Linked DNA regions of Sus scrofa: regions 1 and 3 are each linked to region 2. Evidence: chromatin contacts called from public Hi-C and HiChIP or PLAC-seq data. All regions are on one chromosome and are shown on one strand. Each heading gives the region's core, a stretch centred on a gene start, on an enhancer-like site or on the middle of the called end of the contact. The rest is flanking DNA. Distances are from core to core; before and after follow the strand shown. Region 1 holds the start of XBP1 (X-box binding protein 1). Region 2 holds the start of HSCB (iron-sulfur cluster co-chaperone protein HscB, mitochondrial). Region 3 holds the start of TTC28 (tetratricopeptide repeat protein 28).

Evidence for each region. A called contact is a pair of places that touch in the nucleus more often than the background predicts. HiChIP or PLAC-seq counts read pairs in DNA pulled down with a chosen protein or histone mark.
Region 1: a contact with region 2 is called in a Hi-C map of liver, with 3 times the contacts expected there. The contact joins the promoter of XBP1 here to the promoter of HSCB in region 2. A contact is called at or near these places in 1 of 5 promoter capture datasets (liver), 6 of 47 Hi-C or Micro-C datasets (alveolar macrophages, blood, heart right ventricle and 2 more) and 2 of 2 datasets of contacts at active chromatin or transcription factors (alveolar macrophages and skeletal muscle).
Region 3: an H3K27ac HiChIP or PLAC-seq map of alveolar macrophages shows a contact between it and region 2. The contact joins the promoter of TTC28 here to the promoter of HSCB in region 2. A contact is called at or near these places in 2 of 47 Hi-C or Micro-C datasets (embryonic fibroblasts and epiblast stem cells) and 2 of 2 datasets of contacts at active chromatin or transcription factors (alveolar macrophages and skeletal muscle).

The regions. Positions count from the first base shown.
Region 1 is chr14:46,015,088-46,018,894 of Sscrofa11.1, forward strand. It overlaps XBP1 (X-box binding protein 1), which reads right to left and starts at 1,439. Exons shown (of 6, transcript NM_001271738.1): 1 at 1,192-1,439; 2 at 49-145. The coding sequence starts at 1,424.
Region 2 is chr14:45,966,213-45,970,164 of Sscrofa11.1, forward strand. HSCB (iron-sulfur cluster co-chaperone protein HscB, mitochondrial) reads left to right here and starts at 1,296. Exons shown (of 6, transcript XM_021074052.1): 1 at 1,296-1,565; 2 at 2,644-2,740; 3 at 3,347-3,436. The coding sequence starts at 1,330. It also overlaps a transcript of CHEK2 not described here.
Region 3 is chr14:45,923,042-45,926,798 of Sscrofa11.1, forward strand. TTC28 (tetratricopeptide repeat protein 28) reads right to left here and starts at 1,985. Exons shown (of 24, transcript XM_021074051.1): 1 at 1,795-1,985. The coding sequence starts at 1,896. It also overlaps a transcript of CHEK2 not described here.

The DNA.
Region 1 (3,807 bases), core at 189-2,688, 49 kb after region 2:
ATACACACAATGGATAAAAGATAAGAATTTGATCTTAAGTATTTTTACCTCTTCTTCCAAATCTACCACTTGTTGCTCCAGCTCACTCATTCGAGCTTTCTTTCGGTCTCTGGCAGTCTGAGCTGCTACTCTGTTTTTCAGTTTCCTGAGGACAGAAAGAGATACCACACTGACTCATCTTAAACCTTATTCATAGCTTTATTTGAAAACCTGGCCAGCTGGTGCTTTCATTTTTAACTTATAGCATAAGGCAGACTAATGGTAAAATACACTTCAGACTTCACCCTTCAAAGAAACAAAACCGAAAAATTAGCCTTCTGTGGATCTAGCTTGAAAACCTGCTTTATTCTCCCCCATATTGCGTCATCCACCTCAGTCTTATCCCGGCCACAGCACTGAGGCTGGACACACAGCGTCATGAGATATCTCCTCCTCCCCTTTCTACTCTGCTGCTGCTTCCCGACTCCCTCGAACAGGATCCAACCCGGACTGATTAAATCTAATGTGGGTTGCAATGCCGCTGACATAAACGCTCCCTCAGCAAACAGCTCAGACGGGTGAAAGGCTGAGGCGATTTTTGCCCTGGTGCTGAGGCCGGTCGGCTCGAGAAGCACTTAATAAATCACAAAAAGCAAACAGATCATAGAAGAACTAATATTTAAGGAGGACTAAGTACTAGATATTTCTCTATTTCCCCAACGACCTCAGGAGGCAAATATCATTTTAAGGACGCAGAGACTGAGTTTGACTAGTGAGCCTTCTAAGGCTCACAGCCCCTTCAACAGCTGTCATTTCAGACCCGTGCGCCTCCAAAAAGGAGGTAAATCAATGGACTCCATGTTACAGCCCTAATTCAGAGAAGCTTAACAACGGATTTGTGGTCACACAGCGAGAGGGCCCAGAACCCAGGTACTCGCAGACCCAGCTGTGGTCATCTCTAATGAGAGAGAAAAGAATTTAATAAAAAAGGCCTGCTCAGCCCTGGACTCCACCCAACGCAGTAGAGCGGCCGGTCCAGACTTCCTGCCCTCGCCCCGCCCCGCGCCACGCTGGCGCTGGCACCCAAAAGGCCGTCAGAGACCGACCGTGGCGGGAGGTCAGCTCCCGGCCCAGAACCCCTGTCTCTCCTTCGGATTGGCTCTCAGACCTCGGGCCCTAGCCCTCTGGGTCCGCGCCCCGACCCTCGCCCACCTCCGTAACGCCTTCTCTTCGGGGCTCAGGTGCGTGAGGCGCTGTCTCTTGCGCGTCTGGGGCGGCCCCCCGCTTGCCGCCTCCGGGCTGGCCCCTCGCTGGCCCGGCACCATGATAGGCAGAGCCCGGCCGGCCGGAGCTCCAGCGGCGGCGGCGGCGGCGGGCTTCCCGGAGAGAAGCAGTACTTTGGGGGCCCCGGCGGCCGGGCTCTGCGCAGCTGCCACCACCACCATGGCTGGAGCGTGTCTACGCCTGTGCGCGCCGCCGCCGCCCAGTGGGCCAGCCCCCCCAGCGCCCAGCCTTTCTAGGATCGTGGCCCTCCACGATTGGCCAGCTCCGTGTGATGTAGGCATATCTCAGCGCCTATTGGTCCGGTGGACCCGAAGGGGGCGGTGCCAGGGCGTCCAGCGTGGCATCCGCGGTGCTGGGCTGGGGACGCTGGGCTTTTTTTTCCGCTCGGCTGACCGGTAGGCGTCGCTGGGTGGCGGGCTGGTAGAGGGTTCTGGAGGGCTGGGTTGTGGAGAGCCCCTAAGCTGGTGAGGAAGAGTCTGCAGCCCGACGGAGTTTCTTCAGTAAATAGATTTCTCCCCGAATGACAAGAGTTGAATTTCAAACCAGGAGATTTCCAGACTGACGAATTTTTACCAAGACTAACAGATTTTTACCCAGTCTGACAGAATTGTATCTCATTCCCCACTTAGGGCCCAGAGTGCAAAATCGAGAGACAGTTCAAATTGGGCCTTGGGTTAGAAAAATGCTTGCAAAAACATTCTGCAACATAAGTCTTCAGGAAATGAGGTCAAGTACTTTAAAACTGGGTTCAGGAGTTCCCATTGTGGTGTAGCGGGTTAAGGACGTTGTCCCAGTGAGGATGTGGGTTTGATCCCTGCTTGTAGCTCAGTGGGTTAAGGATCTGTGTGTTGCCACAAGTTATGTGGTAGGTTGCAGATGCAGCTGGGTCTGGTGTTGCTGTGGCTGTGGTTTAGGCCTATAGTTGCAGCTTGGACTCAGCCCCTAGCCTGGAAGCTTCATATGCCACAGGTGCAGCTCTTAAAAAAACAAAACAAAAACTAGGTTTATTGAATTAGAAAGATGTGGTATATATACTCAATGGAATACTACTCAGCCATAAAAAAGAACAAAATAATGCCATTTGCAGCAACATGGAAGAAACTAGAGTCTCTAGTTCTAAGTGAAGTAAGTCAAAGAGAAAGACAAATATCATATGATATCACTTATATCTGAAATCTAATACACAGCACAAATGAACCTTTCCACAGAAAAGAAAACCATGGATGTGGAGAACAGACTTGTCCATTGCCAAGGGGGAGGGGGAGGGAGTGGGATGGATTGGGAACTTGGTTAATAGATACAGACTATTGCCTTTGGAATGGATTAGCAATGAGATCCTGCTCTGTAGCACTGGAAACTGTGTCTAGTCACTTATGATGGAGCATGATAATGTGAGAAAAAAGAACCCATACGTGTATATGTAACTGGGTCACTATGCTTTATAGTAGAAAATTGACAGAACACTGTAAACCAGCTATAATGAAAAAAAAATCATTATATATTTTTAAAAATTAAAAAAAATAGGTTTAAGTGAAAGCTTAATAAATCATAGGTGTTCTCTCTGAGTGGCAGGAATATGTGTGTGTGTGTAATTTCTAAACTGTCTACTGAGTATACATATTATTTACTTATTTTAAATGAAAATAAGATGTTTCCACGTATAAAAGATGAGGAAAGGTTCAGGGCTTCTGCCTGCAGCAGCCCTTGTGAAAGAGAGGCCTCCAAACTGTAGCTAGAGATCAGTTAAGACACAGGAATATTAAAATGGAGAAACCCAAGGAAACACCCCACAAGGCATTTTCTTTTTCACTTTTTTGAAGCAAATTACAAAATGTTAAGTTCCCTAGAATTACAAAGCAAGACTTTCTTTAACAAGTAGTTACTGCAATCATTTCTTTTAACAAGTAGTTATTGCTTCCTCTGTGCTTAGTACTGTTCTAGGTTCTAGGGACGCAAAGATTAGTAAATCTCATAGCTGGTGCTTGGAAGATATGCAAAAAGTGAACAGATAGAATGGTACCAGGTAATTCTTCAGTGCTATTAAGTCAGGTTAGTTCTTCAGTTATGTTTTGGTGGGGAGGAAACAGGATGGGAAGAAGGAATGAAAGCAATTCAGTCAAGGGACACAGTCTCTGTCATTCTTTGGGTTGGGCAGTGAGTCTTCTTCAGTATTTCCTTCCTCCAAATTCACAGAGTGGAATCAGTGACTTTATTTAAATGGAGCTTGGCACAGCTCAGGATGCCCTGAGCACAGACTACTTCTGTGGTCTGGAAGAGAGGTGGGGACTGATCGGGGACTTCAGGACAAAGAAGCCTGTCTACATATTAATTCTCATGAGCCTTAAGTCAGCTGAGTCCCCAGGCGCCTGCGGCAATGAGAGATTCACTCCTGGTCCCTGGACCATTTGGGAGAATTCTTTGGGATACCTTCTAGTTTTTACCTACACATTTTTTGTTAAAGGACCATGGAAAGCTGTAAGAGGTTCTGAGAGAAGTGGAGTAATTGTCATGCAGCCTTGTATTTAAGATTTGTGAATGCCGAAA
Region 2 (3,952 bases), core at 46-2,545:
ACTCCTCCATGAATAAAAAGTATTGTGAAGAGGTTAGAAGCAAACAGGTCTGGGGTTAAATCAGATGTTGAAGTCAACTCTCCCCATGACCTTTAGGTAGATCACAACCTCTATGAACCCAAAAAAGTAGATAGAGCTTGAGAATCAAATGAGGTGATGCATTAATGTTCCTCCCTCCAAACCCCCTCAGTAAAGCTTGATAATTGCGAGTTCCAGGCCCAAAAACTATGAAAGCAGGAAAAGACCTTACAAGTGCAACATTTTTTTTTTCAAATAGAGAAACTAAGTCCCAAGTAAGATTGGTGTCCTCTTACCCTCACATCGCCACCCATCCCCCATACTTCTTTATGGACACTCGTAGAACATCCTCCTACCCAAGTCTGTGTATTTAAAGTTCCTGCAGCGCCTAGCAAAGAATGGGTTTTCAACTACTTTCCAGATTGAAGATTGGTATGGAAATGATTGCTAAGACCTATAAAAACTCTTTACAAAGCAACTTTGCTCTGATTTTCAAGAGCACAACTTTGTTCTTTCTTATCCTGTAGGTCCTGGCCAGTTTCAGCTTTAAGTAACAAGACCTCGAAGTTTACCTACAAAGAAGGAAGAGAGTGGAGTTCCCGGAGTGGCTCAGTGGTTAACGAACCCAACTAGTATCCACGAGGACGAGGGGCCTTGCTCAGCGGGTTAAGGATCCCGCGGTGTACGTCGCAGATGAAGCTGGGATCCAGCGTTGGTGTGTGGTGTTGGCTGTGGTGTAGGCAGGCAGCTACAGCTCCGATTGGACCCCTAGCCTGGGAACCTCCATATGACCCTAAAAGGACAAAAGACAAAAAAAAAAAAAAAAAAAAAGAAGAAGGAGGAAAAGGGTTGCCCACGCCTTCCTCTCCCCCATTCCTCAAGCTCAAATACAAGACAAAACGGAAGCTCGGGAAATTCAACGCGCAATAAGACCCTGGGGACAGGATTTGAACCCTCAAAGACCCAAGAGAAGTTCCCCACTATGACTCACCGCGTGAGCCCACCCAAACTGCACGCTCAGAGCAGCTGCAGTCAGCGGAGTGGCGCTAAACCCGTAGATACAAACTCCACCCTCAACCAATCAAAACACCCTCGGCCGCCACCGGACCAATGAGGAACAGCAGATGTGGCAGCCCGCATAGCCTCAATGCTTTCTGGGAGTTGCAGTTTAAAACGTAGAGCGGAACTCTAAATCCAGGTTTCCCCTGACTGATCCCGCCCCCTCCGCTCCCGGCCAATCAATAGCACTAGTCTAGGGGGGCATTCTCTCCCCCGCAACAGGTGACCGCTGGGAGGCAGGCCGCCAGCCAGATGTGGGGCGGAAGGACTGGGGCCTTGCTCCGGTTGTCAAGGCTGTGGCCAACAGGCCTCCTCTGGAGAGGACTGCTAAACTGCAATGTTGTGTCGCTGGCAGGAAGCAACTCCCCCCGGTGTTGGAACTGCGGCGGCCTAGGGGGCCCCCTGCGAGGAGACCAGTTCTTCTGCCCTCAGTGCCGTGCGCTGCAGCCACCTGACCCCGCTCGAGACTACTTCAGCCTCATGGACTGGTACGGGAGGTAGTTTAGGGAAACGCGTCTGGGCGAGTGAGAGGGGAGGAGAGGGAAGGAGAAAGTGGGACCAGTTACCTAGGTGGGCGGAGCCCTAGAGCACAGGGACTGGGGGTGGGGCCTGGGGGAGTGGTGGGTAGGATGTGTCCAGAGAGGAAGTTGAGGGGCGGACCTGAGCAACGATGTTTCAAGGGATGGAGTGTGGAGCGAGGACTGGGGGCGGGGAGTATGGTTAGGGGAAACTGAGGTTTGGAGGCTGCCTTGGAGGGAGTCTTAAGGGGCAGGATCTGAGTGGAAGGGAAGTTGAGAGTCAGGACTGAGGGAAGGGTGCTTGCGAGGCCCTGGAGGGTGGTGACTTGAGGAATTAGGTTCAGAACGCTTAAACTTGGGTTGAGACTTTTAAGAAGAAGTACTAAGTTGTTATCCAAAGCAAAAGCGTAATAGCAGGAAAAAACTTAATGCTGTGGGCATTAAGGCAGAGTCTAAGGGAAAAGTGAGAATTGGAAGATCTGAGAAATTGGAAAGAGGAAAAAACTTTACCTCCGAAGTTTGAGGAGCTTGGAGAGGTGCGTGAAGTTTGGGCGGAGCTAGGACAGGCAGCTCTGGGAATGGAAAGAGAAAGGGGATTAAAGTGAGACAGAGATGAAGGGACCTGGCCTTAGAAAAAGAAGTATGGAATTCAGGAATGCCTCTTCCCCTTAAGTGTGGGATCTGGCCCCACCAGTCACTGACACTGATGTTGGGCTGCACTAACACTACCCTTTAAGTTGCTCAAGTTTGCCAATCTTGTTCCCACTTCAGGGCCTTCCTTTGCATGTTCCCTGTGCCTGAATGAGCCTTCCTCTGATCTTTGAATATTCATTATCATTCACGTTTCAGCCCAAATAACATCTCTTTGTCCACCACCTCTACCATTCTCTGACCCTATTCTGTTTTTATTTGCAGTGCCTACCATTTTTTGAAAGAGCTCTGTCCACATGTTTATTGTGCCATCCTCCAAGAGAACAGGAACCAGGCCTGTAGTATATAAATTTGTAAATATCTGATGCATGAATTTCATCCCCTGATTTTCTTCCAGCAACCACTCTTTCAGAGTTGACACTTCAAAGCTCCAGCATAGGTACCAAGAACTACAGCGTCTTGTCCACCCAGATTTCTTCAGCCAGAGATCTCAGGTAACTTATTGGTCACCCTTAATCATACCCAAACACGTGTGCACCCTGAGTGATGGCAGTGGCCTTGTGGTTATGTGATTATCAAGGCTAGAGCTGTACAACCAGCTTCCTCCTAGGGCAGCCTAGCCCCAGCCAACTGTCCTTAACACTCAGAGCTTTTACCTGATTTCTCAGCAGAATTAGAACCACCATCCAAAAGTAAAAAGTTTATCCCACACCAGTTCTACTTTGGCTTCCTTATGTGCTTACCCATCAGTATTTTATGAAACAGTTTGTGCATGTGAGATGGCTGATTTGGGAGTCCCCGTCGTGGTTCAGTGGAAACTAATCTGACTAGTATCCTTTAGGGCACAGGTTCGATCCCTGGCCTCCATCAGTGGGTTAAGGATCCAGCATTGCTGTGAGCTACAGTGTAGGTCGTAGATGCAGCTGCGATCTGGCATCGCTATGGCTATGGCGTAGGCTGGCAGCTACAGCTGTGATTGGACCCCTAGTCCAGGAACCTCCATATGCTGCGGGTGTGGTCCTAAAAAAAGGCAAAAAAAAAAAAAAAAAAAAGATGGCTGATTTGGGTGGTAATATGACTATTTTCATTTTCTCTAACAGACTGAAAAGGACTTCTCAGAGAAACATTCGACCCTCGTAAATGATGCCTATAAGACCCTTCTGGCCCCCCTGAGCAGGGGACTATACCTTGTAAGGTGATTTTCCCACCCTTCTCTGCATGACTTCCTGGTCCTATTGCTCTGTGGGACAGCTTCTCCCTTGTATTTGTCGACTTAAAAAATATGCACAACTTAAAAGTTGAGAGTTAAGTTTTATTTGGGACAAAATGAGGACTATAGCCCAGGAAGGAGCATTTCATAGGTCTGAAATACTGCTCCTAAAAGGCAGGGGGAGAAGGTCAGTATGTATGTGATTTTGGTGAAGGGGAGGAACATGCAAACAAGCACACATTTTACAAAAGTTAGCTGCTAGTCTCGTGAAGGTTACTACTAGTCATGAAGAGCAGATGTCACCATGAAGGATTTTATTTTTTATTTTGGGGGGGTTTTTTTGTTTGTTTCATTAGGGCTGCACATGTGGTGTATAGAGATTCCCAGTCTAGAGGTCGAATCAGAGCTGCAGCTGCCGGCCTACACCATAGCAACACCAGATTTTAGCCACATCTGCAACCTACACCACAGCTCACAGCAACACTGGATCCTTAAC
Region 3 (3,757 bases), core at 735-3,234, 42 kb before region 2:
GAAACATTGAGAGAAAAAAGCACCTAATTTTCAACTTTTTTTCCTCAGGTGCAATCTCAACTCCTAAAATATTGTCTTCCTATACATTCATATTTTGTTCATGAACAACTACTGAAATTAAATCTACTGAAATTCAAAAAACATTTAAAAAAAAAAAAAACAGCCCCTGAAATATCGAATAACTTTCAATCCAACAATTCTACTTTAGCCTTGACTATGAACTAAACATAAATCTCAATTTCAAAACATCACATAAGGGAGTTCCCCTTGTGGCCAGTGGTAATGAACCCGACTATTATCCATGAGGATGCAGGTTCAAACCCTGGCTTCACTCAGTGGGTTAAGGATTCGTCACTGCCCTGAGCTGTGGTATAGGTTGCAGATAGGGCTAGGATCCAGCGCTGCTGTGGCTGTGGCATAGGTAGGTGGCTACAGTTCCAATTTGACTCCTAGCCTGGGAAATTCCATATGTTGCAGGTGTAGCCCTAAAAAGACCAAAAGAAAAAAAAATCACATTAAGATTATAAATACTGAGAGGTTTAAGCAAATTGCCAAATTTTCTGAATAAACAGTAATTCAGATTTGCTTTGATGAAAATGTAAATATTTACCTGCCTCAAAAGAACAAAATCCTATAAGCCTAGTGTTCCCAAATGATGAAGAAAAAAAATACATTTTTGTTATTCAGAATTTTGATTCATAATTAACTTACCTAGGTATACAGAGTTGATGGTTTATACTAAGCAATATATAGCCTGCCTTTGCCTAAAACATACTGAAAACAAGGCATTTGTAAAGTCACAAAAGTTGGGACCTGAGAAGAATCACATCATGCAGTAAATCTGACAGATATTAATATCAAAAAAGGTCCTGAATATATCCCCAAGAACTATTTTGAAAACTCTTTAAGCCTTCCTACAAATATTTACTAACCATCTACCATGTGCCAAGCACTGGCGCGGTTCCAGAATGCCATGGTGAGCTATAAACAGAAGAGGTCCCTGCTCGCAGGAAGCTTACCGTAAAATAGTGCTTGTCAAATCTGCCTGATTACAATAACTTTGGAGCTTTTGAAAAATTCAAAATCAGTTCCTCTGCCTTGGAGAGTCTGAGTCCGTGGGCCTGGCATGAGTTGTGACGCCTGTATTTTTATCAAGCGCTCCAGATTACTCCTTTGCCCTGGCTGTTTGGAAGGCCAGTGCTCATGGGCATCCCATCCCATCCAGCGGCCCGCCACACCTCCAAAGTCTAATTTCACTCATCGTCCTTCACCCTGAGGGATAGACACCGAAAACACACTAGGAAGCCGAGGTGGATGTAAGTCAATCCAAAATCACTCTGTGCTGAGCCACTGACGGACTTGTTCCCTTCCAAAGACGGACAGCTCATTCCCTTAGATTCCACCTGAGGCTGCCTGCACCTGAGCTTCCTGGGGCTGCGCCGACACCTGTCCCCCCAGCCGCTGCCGTCTACCTCTCCCGTGGGCCCGGGGTCGCCGGCAGCCACCGCCCCGCGGGGATAGAGGCCGGGGGAAGGCACCGCGCTCATTAGGCGCCGACTGTATACCAACCCCCCGCCCCCCACTCCACCCCGCGCGCACACACTACCGCAGAAACCCAGGCGGGCAGGCGGCAGACCCGGTCCCGCCGCCGAGCCGCTCGAGGCAGGGCTCGAACCTCGACGGTGGGGCGGCTTCCGCCTTACAGGCGCTCCTCAGCCACGGAGGCCCGGCCCGGCTCGCACCGACGGAGTTTCACAAAGAAAGTCTCCCGGCCCGCGCCCCTCACACACTCACCGGCGCCGGCGCCGGAGGCGACTCGGGCTCCCGGTGCCTTTGGCTCCGTACCAGGGTTGACCCCGGAATGGGCTCAGGCGCCGGCGGCAGCGACTGCTCCATCGCCGCGGGACCCGGGCCGCGTCCGCCTCGAGCTAACGGTCCCGCCAGCTAGGCGCGCGCGCCGGCTCCGCGCGCCATGTTCCCGCCGTGCCGCGCGCGGCCGCGGCAGCTCACACCACCCCCCGCCGCGCACGCTCCCCGCGCGCCTCCGCGGCCCCCCCCGACCGCGCACGCGCGCACTCGCTAGCCCCCTCCCCGCGCCCTCGGGAGCCATCCGCTGTTCCCAGAGTCGCGCCAACGCCCTCCGCATCGGCCCAGTCTAGGCCTGAGCGCTAGCGGTTCTGGGCTGGGCGCTGCCGCCTGGAGTCTTGCGGACCATGCGGGGCAAAACCCTTGAGCTGCTACCCGGCACTCCTGCTTTTTGTTTACCTGCTTGGGCTTGGGGCGACAGGATGGGCCAAAAGGAAATTACCCGCAAGAAGTGCTGGTGTGAAGAAGCCGCTGAGGCGATGAGATCTCATCCTGGAGGTGTGTGAACACGTGCGCCAGTCTTAGTGGCACAGATGATGTTCATATCCCCGGGAAGCCAGACGCAATGGGGAACTCGAGTTCAAGTCCTGCAACTCCGCTAACCTTTGCATGATTAAGGTCAGGTCTCCAGCAGCCTTTTTCTCCTTAATTAGGAAGTCGGACAACTAAGGAGTGCTATCGGGAGGACTTAAAATAATCCAGCTAAAGTGTCAATATTGTGGTAAGCTGGTGACAAGATTTAGGTAACTTTTTTTTATGATTAAAACCCAAGGCTTGGAGTTCCCCTCGTGGCGCAGCAGTAAACGATTCCAACTAGGAACTATGAGGTGGCAGGATCGATCCCTGGCCTCATTCAGTGGGTTAAAGATCCGGCGTTGCTGTGAGCGTGGTGTAGGCTGCAGCCACGGCTTCAGTCTGGCGTTGCTGTGGCTGTGGTGCAGGCCGGCAGCTGTAGCTCCAATTCAACCCCTAGCCTGCGAACTTCCATAGGCCATGAGTGCGGCCCTAAAAAGACCGGGGCGGGGGTGGGGGGGGAACGGCCTCTTGAAAAGAGAAATTTTCGGTTCAAGTCTTGCCTCCACCACTCATAAACTGGGAGCAGGTGACTTGACAGAGCCAGAGAGCCCTGATCTCTGAGTCTACAAAGTACAAAGGGAGGAGTTGTAGTAATACCTCACAGGCTTGAGGTGAGCTCTCAGATGAGGCACATAAGGTCTCTGAGCACAATGCCTGGCACACACCAAACTCTCCAAGCTTCGATGGTGTAATTCCAGCCCTATCCTTCCAAGACTCCTGAAAGTTTAATGAAGGGGGCTCTGCTCCCAAATCCTGTGGTATAATTAGCTGGGAGGGGGTTCACTCAGCTGTGGGGCTGGATAGATTGTTACTTCCCACATCTTCACTTTCCATTCTCTGCCCCAAACCTCTCTGAAAACCCTAAAGCTGGCACAAAAACAACAGCAGAGAATGTTTTCCCTACTTAAAAAAAAAAAGAAAAGAAAAAGAGTATCCAGGGGTCTCTTGGAATTTGTAAAATTGTTTATTAGTCTGGCCTTTTCCAAAAAAAAAAAAAAAAAAAAAACAAAAAACTTTTTTTTGATTTTAAAAACTCAACCCAGAATAAAACAATAAAAGGAACATACTGAAAAAATCCTGGGGCTGGAACCTTACTTCAGGCATTTGGAGCCAGGTGCTCAAACAATAACCTCTATCTGTCTACAGTTTCTCTAAGCTTTGCCTCCCTCACTGATGACTTCATTCTCATGCAGTTCTCTCCAGTGTCCCAGGCAGCTCCTAGCTCATATCTGACCAGGAAAGCTGGAGCTGTTTCCCTGCAGTTCCAGCCAGTCTTGGGTTGACTTTCACTGCATTCATTTTGGTCACGTGCACC